Regions from separate parts of the Callithrix jacchus genome. Here region 2 is linked to region 1. The links are chromatin contacts, called in public Hi-C maps. All regions are on one chromosome and are shown on one strand. Each heading gives the region's core, a stretch centred on a gene start, on an enhancer-like site or on the middle of the called end of the contact. The rest is flanking DNA. Distances are from core to core; before and after follow the strand shown.

Region 1 (5,220 bases), core at 1,082-3,581:
AAGTCGCTGCGGACCTACCTCCTCGACGCTGTCCTGAGAATCCAGCAAAAGCACTCCTGTCCGTTCGCCCTTCCCTCGCCGGCGTCCCCTGCCCCCTTCTCCTCACCTGGCCATGCCCTAGGCTTGTGGGGAGCCTCTTTTCCCCCATCCGAGGCCGTCCCCAGGTGCCCTTACTCCGGGGGTCAAAGAGAACCCGCAAAACCTCACAGCTGAGGCTCCCCCTGCCAACCCCGCTTGCCCTGGAGCCCGCAGGCACGCTCCGACAAATCCAAGAAGCGTCTCGCGCTGCGCAAAAGGCCCGGCGGGTCCAGCCGCCAGCCAGGGGTGGGTACGCACCTTCCAGCCGGCCGAGCTGTTGCTGTCGCCCTTATCCTTGAAGTAGGGCACGCAGCGCACCATCCACTCGTAGATCTGGGACAGAGTGAGCCGTTTGTCCGGCGAGCTCTCGATGGCGCGGGTGATCAGGTCCGCGTAGGACAGGTTTCCCCAGGCGTTCCGCCGCGACGAGCATTTCCTCGGCTGCCCGGAGCCCCCAGCCGCCCCCGGCTGCGGCGGTGGCAGCGGCTGCTGAGGCTGCAGCGGCGCCTGCATCCCCCCGCTTAGCGCGCCCGCCACAGGGGCTGGCCCAGACCCGGGGTCTTGCCCTCCCGGTGCCAGCAGCCGGGCCGAGTCCTCAAGGAGCAGCCCAGAGGCCAGGGTGCCGCTCCCGCCACCGCCGATCGCCATGGCCGAGCTGGCCCGGCCCCCGCCATCCTCGTCGTCTTCATCGTCCTCCTCTTCGGGGATCATGGAGTCGGCGGCTGTCTCCCCCGAGGGCTTAGCAGGGCTCGCCTGGAGCTCCGGCCTTTGCAGGGGCCACGTACAGGAACGCGGCCGGCTCTGGGGCTCGAACTCCGGGTCCAGCTCCACTTCAAGCGGAGAGAGCGGGGCCGGGGAGGCCGGTGCCTCTGCCATCTTCACCGCTCGCCCGCCAGCCCGCGGCTGGGGCTCTCGCGCCGGGGCGGGGTGCGGCGGGGGAGGAACGTGGGCGCCGCGAAGGCTCCGGCTCCCGGGCGCCGCCGCCGCCTCCTGGGGAAGCACGAGAGGAGAGAGAAGGAGAGTTGGTTATCCCGGGCCGGAGCCCTGTCCTCGGCGAGTCCTAGCCCGCAGCTGCCGCCTCCCAGCCGCGCCGCGCCCGCCTACCAGGAACAGGCGGACCTGGAGACGTGCGGCCAGCGAACCTGGCGCAGCAGACACCGCCCCCCGGCCAGGCCGCGGGGGAGCTGCGAGCGAATCGACGGCCTCGCGCGGGGCAGCCCCCTCCCCCCGCCGCCCAGCCTCAGGTCCCTCCCGGACTAGGCGGTGGGGCGGAGAGGAGGGGGAGGGGCACCCGGGGGAGGGGCGGCCGCGCCTTTAAAGCGGGCAGCGGCCCGTGCAGGCGCAGCCGAGCCGCGGTCGGAGCCCAAGCTCGGACGTGCGTGCGTTTGTTTATATTTCGCTCCAGCTCGCTCTAGTGCCTCCCGCGGCGCTGCCGCTCAAGTCTGTGTGATCTTCGGCTCTTTTCCCCTTTCCCCGCCCTGCCGCCTCCGCGACCCCCCTGTCACCCCGCAATCAGCCGACTGGCCCGAGCCCGGGGACTGCGCGGGCAGCTCCCTCTCCCCTCTTCGCCCGCGGGCCGGAGGACGAACGCGGGTCTGGGCGCAAATGGACCCTTGTCACTTCCAAAAAATAAAGGAAAGACGGAAAGAAGGGGAGCAGCACCCCGGCGGGTGTTCGCAGAGGGTCGAACCCGGCGGGGACGGCCACTTGGGGGTTTTGAGTGGTTGGTATTCTCGCGGACGTCGTCCCCTCCGCCCCCTTCCCAGTCAGGATCCGGGGGAGGGAGCGAGTCGGGACATAAATCTTCCAACAGGTCGGGAAGCGCCAAGTCTCCCGGGCTGCCAGAAAACCCGGACCAGCACGTTCATCACCTCCTTGCTCCCGCTGCTGCCATCTTGACAGTTTCCCCCTTCCCTCGAGTCCTTTAAAATCACTAGCGGGCGAGACGGGGGGCGCGCAAACCGCGGCTCGGGGAGGGGAAAGGGAAGAGCCCGGCCCAGCTCGCAAGCAGATCCGGAGTCACCGGGAAGGCGGCCGCCCGCTGCACGGCTCCGGCGCCTACCTCGCTTCCTTCCCTTCAGGGACGCGGCGGGACGATGCACGATCCCGCGCGGGCCCGGGGCACGGCGAGGAGGGGGCGCGCAACCTCGGCGAAGGAGAAGCGCTCGGGCCGTCGCCGCAGCCCGCCCGAAGAACCGCCTGTCAGCTCGCGCGCCGCCGCCTTCCACATTCCTCCTCCTCCCTTTCAAGAGCAGGGCGGCCGCGGCAGCAGCACAAAGTTATAGACACACGCAGGGCGCCTCAACCTAAGCTGACGGCGGGCGGGTCCCCGCCCAGGGGGAGGGTTGGGCGACGGGCTGGGCGCGCGGCGGGCGTGCGTGAGTGCGCGAGTGTGAGCTCGCGCGCGCTTGCGCGACCCGGGTCCACGGGGCTGCGGGCGTGGGTGTCCGGGCGCGCGCCGAGGGCCGGGACTCGGCGGGCTCTCGCTGTCGTTCCCGCTGGGCTGCTCCTCCCTCCCCAGAGCCTCAACGACAACAAAGCGCGGCGCTGGCCCGAGAGAAGAAGACAGGGGAGAGGAGGGAGAAGAGGGAACGCCAGGAGCGCGAAGCCCCCGACGCTCCAAGGAGCGCAGCGGCTTGGCCTCCCCGAAACCAGGCAGGGCTCCTGGCACCACGGGTCCCGGGCCTGCGCATCCGCTCGCCCGGCTCTGGTCTCACCACGGTGTCCGGTTCCCGGTTAGAACTCGACACCAGGTAACACCCGAGATAAGATGCTGACCGCAGATGACCAGGGTTACAGCGGCGTGGAAATACTGAACGGCGAAGATGTTGGTGCCTGCACAACTTTGATAAGCCAATGCTCACAGATGCGATCGGGCACCAAAAGGTTTACACTGAGTCTCTCACCTACCACAGTTGTGTTTTACTTTTCATGGGTTTCATAGCAAACGGGGGACAGGTGTAACTAACTCCGGAAGAAATGCAAACCCCACCCCCGTCCTACATTCATGAGCAGATTGGAGAAGGGAAAAATAATTTTAGTCTAATTTGTAAAGGACGACAAAACTGCTAAGTGTGCATTTTTGACTTTTCAGAAAAGACGGATTCCTTTAGGCTCAGAACATCTGCACAAGTCCTTATTCTACGATCCGTGCCCCAAATCGTTTATTTGTACTCTACGAATGCAGTACACGCGACATGCACACCCAAAGTATAGACACCGTAGTTTATAAATATCTTTTTTAAAAAAATAGTTCTAAGTCACCGGAGATAGCTCAGAGTGTAGAAGCGGGCTCTGTAATGACCCCCATACACAAAGGTCCAGCCCAGCGTACGCAGGAGCCAGCCCGCCCCGCTACCTCCGGGCTCCGGGCTTTGCGCAGCACCCGTCACTCAAGTGACGCGCGGCCCCGCCCCTGCACCAAGCTAGTTCGACGCGTACAAACAGATGATGTCATCGTCTTCACACGCGCGTGACCCCGGAGCTCTCTGCCGCGTCTCCATTCGCTGCGCCGCTTACTCGTCAAAGCACGCCGCGCGCTGACTGGCCGCGGCCACCAGTCTCCAGGCCCCAGACGCCCCTCTCCGCCCCCCGCCCCCGCCCCCAGAAAATAATAAACAATCGAGTAAAATTCTAAGGCATGAAGAAGAGGAGAGGGAAAAAGGGAGAGGGCGCACCAGAAACCAATCCTTCGCGCGCTGACGGTGGGAGGGTTCGGGGGGGAAGGGTGGATGCGAGAGGATTGCGGACGGGAGGAAGGAAGCCGACCTGGGGCGGTGGGTACGGCCGCGGCAAAGAGGCGTCGGGGCGGAAAGTTGCCACGCACTCGGCGGGGCGCACCTGCTGGTAGGGGGCTCTAGGGCCCAGAGCGGCGGGGCTTGGGGGCTCGGGGGCGGGGCGCGACCCGCGAGGGGGCGGGGACTGAGCGGCGCCGGCAAACACGTGCGGGAGGAGGGTGGGCGCGCGCCACACGGGCTGGGCCTGGGCGCGCGGCCTGGGGAGCAGCGCGCGCTTGTTTACCAGCGCACGTGGGTGTTATTTTTAAATGGAATGTGGCGCTGGCTGCGCGGCCGAGTGGCGGGCGCGTGGGGCCGCCCGCGCTGGCTGGGGGACGCGGCGGGCCCTGCGGCGCGGCCTCTCCGGGCGCTGCTCGCGAAGCAGCCGGGCTGTACCCACTGCGCGCCGCTGGTGTAGCCGGCGGCTCGGGCCAGAGAAGCTGATTGAGAGATTCGTGCGCTGCAGGAGCTGCAGCGGAGACTATGGTTTCCCGCCGCCGTCTTTGCGCCCAGCTCGGCTCCCGCATTCTCATTCAGGAAACAAAGCCTTCTGCTTGACTTCGCCCACGAAGCCGCGCCAGTCCTCGGCCACGGGTTCTGGAGTAGATCTCACACGCGCACACACTGGCACACATACTTTGGCCGCGAGGTGGACCCTCAGCACCCTACGTGCCCTGTGTCCTCGCTCCCTTGTACCGAATGCCCCCAGTTCACATGTGGCTGTCTCGTGGGCATGTGGCTCTGCCCACGTACAAATGCGCTGCTGCTATTTCGGGCTGCCCTTGGAAGGGGAAGTCTGGGGACGGGGGCTCTACTGTTTACTGCGGTTGCTCCTCTTGAGGCACCTCTCCTCTCCTTGTAGGCCTGTCCCGCAGAGAAGCTCCGAGTTTGCATGGTTTACATACTGGGAATGTGGACGGTGATGTACGACCACAACTCGGCTTCGAGTGTCGGTGCTTGAGGTGCAGTTTGGGGATGGTAGTAGTTAAATGCTGGTATTCAGCTTTGCAGGAAGGACTGGGAGCTAGATCACCCGGAGCCCCGCATCGTGATGCAGCATAAAATTGTAAGAATTTTCCGTTGCTGGCTTTTGATACTTACAACACTGTAGAAGAAATCCACACGTTTTATTCTCTGAATCTAAGCAATATTGTCATTAGAGTGCAGACCTGCAAAAGTAGAAAGAATGTGTTTACAGTGGCTGGGCTCTCAGCCATTAGATTTTCACTATAAACATGTTGAGTGTCCATTTACAGAACGCATATCCCAGGGGCATTCCAAGAGAGTGAAGATTTAGTGGATTAACAGAGCATTGTGAGCTTCACGGTGAGGAATAGGGGGCAGGCACTTGATAAAGCCATTTCCC
Region 2 (5,364 bases), core at 2,722-5,221, 330 kb before region 1:
TTCAGGAAGAGAATCCCTGAGGAGCTGCAAAGAGGGAGAAAGTGCAGGGCCACCCCGTGACATGCTTTCCATAGCCTTTCAAGGACCCATCAATTATGGGCCTTCACTTCCGGGGCAGCTCAGAGTTCAAGGGTGGGACACATGCCAGGCCATTTCCCATGCTATGGGTGGCATTCCCGACAGATGTGCTCCCTGCAAGAGAGCAGGACACATACCCGTTGGACCAACGAAACCACGGGCACACTTGTCAAGGACTCAAGTGTATGAGACTCAGTTTCCAAGTCTAAAATCTGTTTCAATTTTTTGCTTTCTTGAGTATGAACAGCCACCTGAGAGAGGTTAAACCAAGATGAAAATTAATTTTTATTTCAAAGGAAATTTTAGAAGTTGGCTCTCTTGGTGCATTTAAAGTATACTCTTACTAAAAATTATGTGTGCCTGTAATATTTAAAACACACAGGGTAACAAACAGATGACTTCATTTGTTTTCTGAACATGTTCACAGAAATGATAGTGAAAACTTACTAAAAATATCAGGGCAATGGGGAACATATAAATAACTACAGGTATTTTTTGTAAAAAAACAAAAATAGGATTTTCTTTTTACCCTTTTCTAATTCATGCAAAATCGGTACAATCCTCATATTCCAAAAGGCTTCATCTACTTCTATTTTGGCATCCTTTTCTTGCCGGTCAGCTTTTGAGACTGCAAAAGAAGTCCAGGGCAGAAGAAAAAGCTATGAAAAAGGAGTGGTCATGAAGCACAGTCAAAAGCCTTTACTATTCATCACTACAATAAACTAGAGAACTAAATTACCCTTTGCTCCCCAATCCCAACTATTTCTCATTAGAACTGCAGGTCTTCTAATCAAATTACCCCAAACTAAACTCAGACTGGATTATGTAAAGAAGTCAGAACTTTAAAATATGATCTGCTCACTTCATAAAGTAGTAAGCTTTGTAAATGTTGGTGATTGTCAGTAAGGCAGACAGTTTTGAGTTCTTTTTTACTTAAATTTATCCCTCTGTAATGTAGAATAGATAACTAGAGATATGTAAAGAATAAGAATTTTTAAAATGTGTAATGAAAACTTTTTTAAAAGGGAGACCTAAAAGGTCTTTCTTTTCTATAGAAATAAAATGTTAGTGTGGACACTTTATTTCTGTAGAAAAGAAAGACCTTTTAGGTCTCCCTTTTAGAAATTTTTTTTCTAAAATGCTACTGGGGCCAGTAGCATTAATGCCAAGTGATTTTGTGTGGCGTCGCAGAAAAGCCTGGGGGCTTTTCTCAATGAGGCTGACAAATCTCGATTCAAATCCTAACTCCATCATTGACACGGTGGGTGATTGGGGTTCAATTTCTTACCCTTTCTGAGTTTGTTATCCTTTCATCAGCAAAACAGAGACTATTTGCCTTCAAGGGTATGAGAATTAAGACATGGTATAGGTAAAGCTCTGAGCCCAGTGCCAAGCAATATACAATTTAATTTCATTTCCCTGATTAAATAAGTATACAAACAGGTAACCACCCCTGCAGTATCTCATGACTGTGTGATGCTACCAAGCCATCAAGAGTAGATGCTGCCTGTGAATATGGGCTGTAGGGAACAGCAGCCATTGGCTGTGTACTCTAGATACAGGAGGCCTGCATTTCATTTTTGCAGTAACGCTATGAGGAGGTTCCCACACTGTCCCCATTTTGCAGGTGAAGAAAGTGAAACCCAAATGTAGTAAGTTATCTGCCCAAGGTCATATAGCTTCCCAGCCTCTGCACTTGATCTCAAAGCTATGCTGACTTGGAGCAAACTAGCAGACAGACTAATGTTGGGGGAGAATAAATGTAACTAATATTAGAAACTGCAAATTATTATTATATCTCACACAGGCAGTATCTCAAGATCTAAAACACTGACTGTAGCTGGAGGTGGCATAACTGTGCCGAGGCATTCCTGAACAATGCTGGAGAGTGCTGGAGATGTATTCCTCAGTCTCCCTTCTCTAAAGACCACCCCTTCAGTCCTTTCCCTGGCACTTGGTCTATATCAGGTCAGGGAGTCCATGCCCTCTTGGGGCAGGGTAGACCTGGTACCAATTAAGCGTCCACACAGAAGGTGTCTGGACCCTAAAAATGTCACACAAATAGTTAGAAATCAGGAACAATCAGAAGGTGAGAGGTTGGGGGAGGGGGGGAGAGAGAGAGAGAGAGAGAGAGAGAGAGAGAGACAGAGAGACAGAGAGACCGAGAGAAGAGCAAACGGGTGTATGGCCTGTATGGCTTGTATATTTTCAGGTTACTTTAAACAAAGGACAAGGTGACCAGGTGGCCTGTTAATAGCACAGGTTTGGAGACACCATCTGGGTTTGAATCCTAGCTCTGCCACCTACTAGCTGGTTGACTATGGGCAAATTGCTTCACCTCTCTTCTGTAAAATGGGGTAACTGGTTATCTTTAAATAATGGGATTAGGGGTTAATAATTTCTTTTATGTGCTCTTCTGTATTTTCCAATGTCTCTAATGCATTCTTATTATTCTTGAAGATAAAAATATATGCAACACATCTTAAATGTGTATACCTTAGTTAATATCCATATTAATAATTTTAACACAGTTAAAATAAAATTCTCTGCATCAAGAAATCCAGTAAAGTCCCTTCACGATTATCTGTATAAATAGCAGAAGAATCCAAAGATAACACATAATAGTATATATTAAAATTTTCATTTGAATTCTGAAATGAATCCTCAAACCACCAAATGGTGCTGATGTCACCCAAGGGAAGCAGGGATGCTGCACAATCTACTTATTCCATCCAACACACAGGCCTTCCCCTGTTATACTGCATGCTAGAAATGGCCACTCCCAGTTGCAGCAAGTCCAGGGTTGCCTTTGATCAACCCTTCCTACTGCCAAGAGCAGCTGACCCACACAGGGCATCCAAGATCACCTAAGCAGCAAAAGTAAATAGAAAGGGGTTGTCAAGAAAGCTATTATTAAACATTTGCAGTGCAGTAAATAGCCTTAATAGCAAGCTTTCAGATAATCTAATCTAACTCAATGCAAGACTTCAGCACAATATATTACATTGAGTCTTTAGAAAAAATTAGTCCACATCAGTACAGATTCACAATCCCTTATCCAAAACCTTTGGAATCAGATGTGGTTTGGGATTCAGAAACATACAAATTTTAAAAAGTCAACATGGTATACACGTTGCATATAACAAACCACCCCAGTAGGGTCTTCTGGGCAGCACCCTGTAGCAAAATATATGAATATTCACACGAACAAAACAAAGACTCTAACTGGCTTCCCATCAGGCTCAGGGAACTATAGTTTGCAGACTAGTATCTCAATCTTTTGGATCATTGTTTTTATGAATCTGCCTTAACTTTGATAATTTATGGATATGGATTCTAAGGGTAAACATAAATATTCAAGTAATATAAAAAACATAGTTCCTCATATTTGCAGGCAACTAACCTATTCAAAGTCCAAATATTTAAGTCCAAAGTTTAAATATTTTTTATATTTAAAAAATAAAATAAAATCAACTTATGAAGGCAAATGAAAGCCAGAAAATAAGCCAGACAAGTTATTTAATCAACACATATTTATGACGCACTTAAATTTACTAGAAACACAAACTTTGATCCAGTAAGTTCAAGTCTGCATTTTTTACCTTCTATGCAATATGCTGCTTAACAGAGAAGTTCTGTGAGAAACCATGACTATCAACCTGTTTTTTTAAGACAAATAAAATGGATACCTTATCCAGAAAGAGCTGAATTATAAGGGTCAATCACAAATCGCAGAACAATTTATTTAATCCTCATGGGCCCTTCTGAATGTTTCTGAGATTTGCTTCTTCTCAGAACAGAAGTTACTCAGACACTGTGGTATGAGGGTTTCCTTCCAACCCTCTCCCAGGAATCCCAAAGTGCACAGTTGTGTCTGGCTAGAGCCCTCCCACCTCTTCACTCGTCCTGGGCCTCCCCCTGCCTCCATGTTACACACCATCCCTGAGTTACTACAGAAAATGAAGCATGGAATCACATGATTGCTTTTTAAGAGACACACAGATACACAAATTATTATTTGTCTCAATTTTGGGCAACAATCTAATACTTTAGAAAGCACTTTCATTTAGGTTCATGGTTTGCTAAATATAAAAATTATGATTCAACAGGAAATTGGGTAAGTCAAGCAAAAATTTCAGCATGTTTTTGAAGATTTTGCTGTCTCAGTGGTTATAGTTGTTAACCACAGCTTTGAGTTCTGGACACAAAAACCTGACACAATGTTTGGATTGGCTGATGTTTTTAGCATGTAAATGTAAAAATCCTCAGCAACTATGCTATGCTGGATTGGAAATTGGTATATCTAAGATTTTCCTGAGTAAAGAAATTCGCAATGGCGCAAAAGTCATTTTATTGATAAAACATTAAGTTTTGAAGATAATAATTTTTAAAATCTATTATTTAGTATGATAAAATCTCGTGTATAAAAATACATGAAGACTATAACATTCACCACCAGTGGACCCCATACTAGTTTGGTCAGATATCAATATTTTGCCATATTTGTATCCTTTCCCTTATTTTCATCTGAAATAAAACATTACAGATGTGTGCCTCCCTGCATCCACTCCCCTCCTCCCTCTCCCTCCAGGGGTTACCACCATTCTAAATCCACTGGTTACTATGATTACACTTGACTTCACATGTTTACCATATGGCTGTGTATCCATAAACAATATATATTTCATCTAATATTATGTTTGCACTGAATTTACTCAATATTACAATATTACACTTTTCTAACAACTATATTGTATTGCACGAATACATTTTGTATCATTTCTAGAGTGTGGTTTATATTGTTATATATTTTCTCAATTAAACAGTGTAAAGGCCCAAAGGACACTCTTAATAAAATTAACATAGTTTCATTTAAGTAAGCAATTATCTTTTTTTCTTTTTTCTTTTTTTCTGTTTTTGTTTTTGTTTTTTGAGATGAGTCTTGCTCTGTCACCCAGGCTGGAGTGCAGTGGTGCAATCTAGGCTCACTGAAAACTCTGCCTCGTGGGTTCAAGCAATTCTCCCACCTCAGCCTCCAAAGTAGTTGGGATTGCAGGCAGCCCACTCCCTCCCACCATGCCCCACTAATTTTTGTGTGTGTGTGTGTGTGTTTTGGCAGAGATGGGGTTCACAATGTTGGCCAGGCTCGTCTTGAACTACTGACATCAAGTGAGTCACCCGCCTCAGCCTCCCAAAGTGCTGGGATTACAGGCATGAGCCACTGTGCCCAGCTAAGCAATGCCTTGAACTCAAGTTTTGAACCCAAGAACTATGTTAATGTCAAGT

Evidence for each region. A called contact is a pair of places that touch in the nucleus more often than the background predicts.
Region 2: a Hi-C map of skeletal muscle shows a contact between it and region 1, with 2.8 times the contacts expected there. The contact joins the enhancer-like site here to the promoter of FOXO3 in region 1. A contact is called at or near these places in 3 of 3 Hi-C or Micro-C datasets (induced pluripotent stem cells and skeletal muscle).

What each region holds. Positions count from the first base shown.
Region 1 is chr4:114,676,356-114,681,575 of calJac240_pri, reverse strand. It overlaps FOXO3 (forkhead box O3), which reads right to left and starts at 2,331. Exons shown (of 4, transcript XM_078369905.1): 1 at 2,141-2,331; 2 at 19-1,068.
Region 2 is chr4:115,004,263-115,009,626 of calJac240_pri, reverse strand. ARMC2 (armadillo repeat containing 2) reads right to left here. Exons shown (of 19, transcript XR_013534472.1): 7 at 608-706. Among named protein-coding and RNA genes, the nearest start is that of ARMC2, 46 kb to the right of the region's middle. Within about 2 kb of position 3,971, at least 2 of the 16 cell types and tissues checked have an H3K27ac peak or open chromatin away from gene starts, as enhancers often do. A contact at or near this core is called in skeletal muscle, where this site is marked.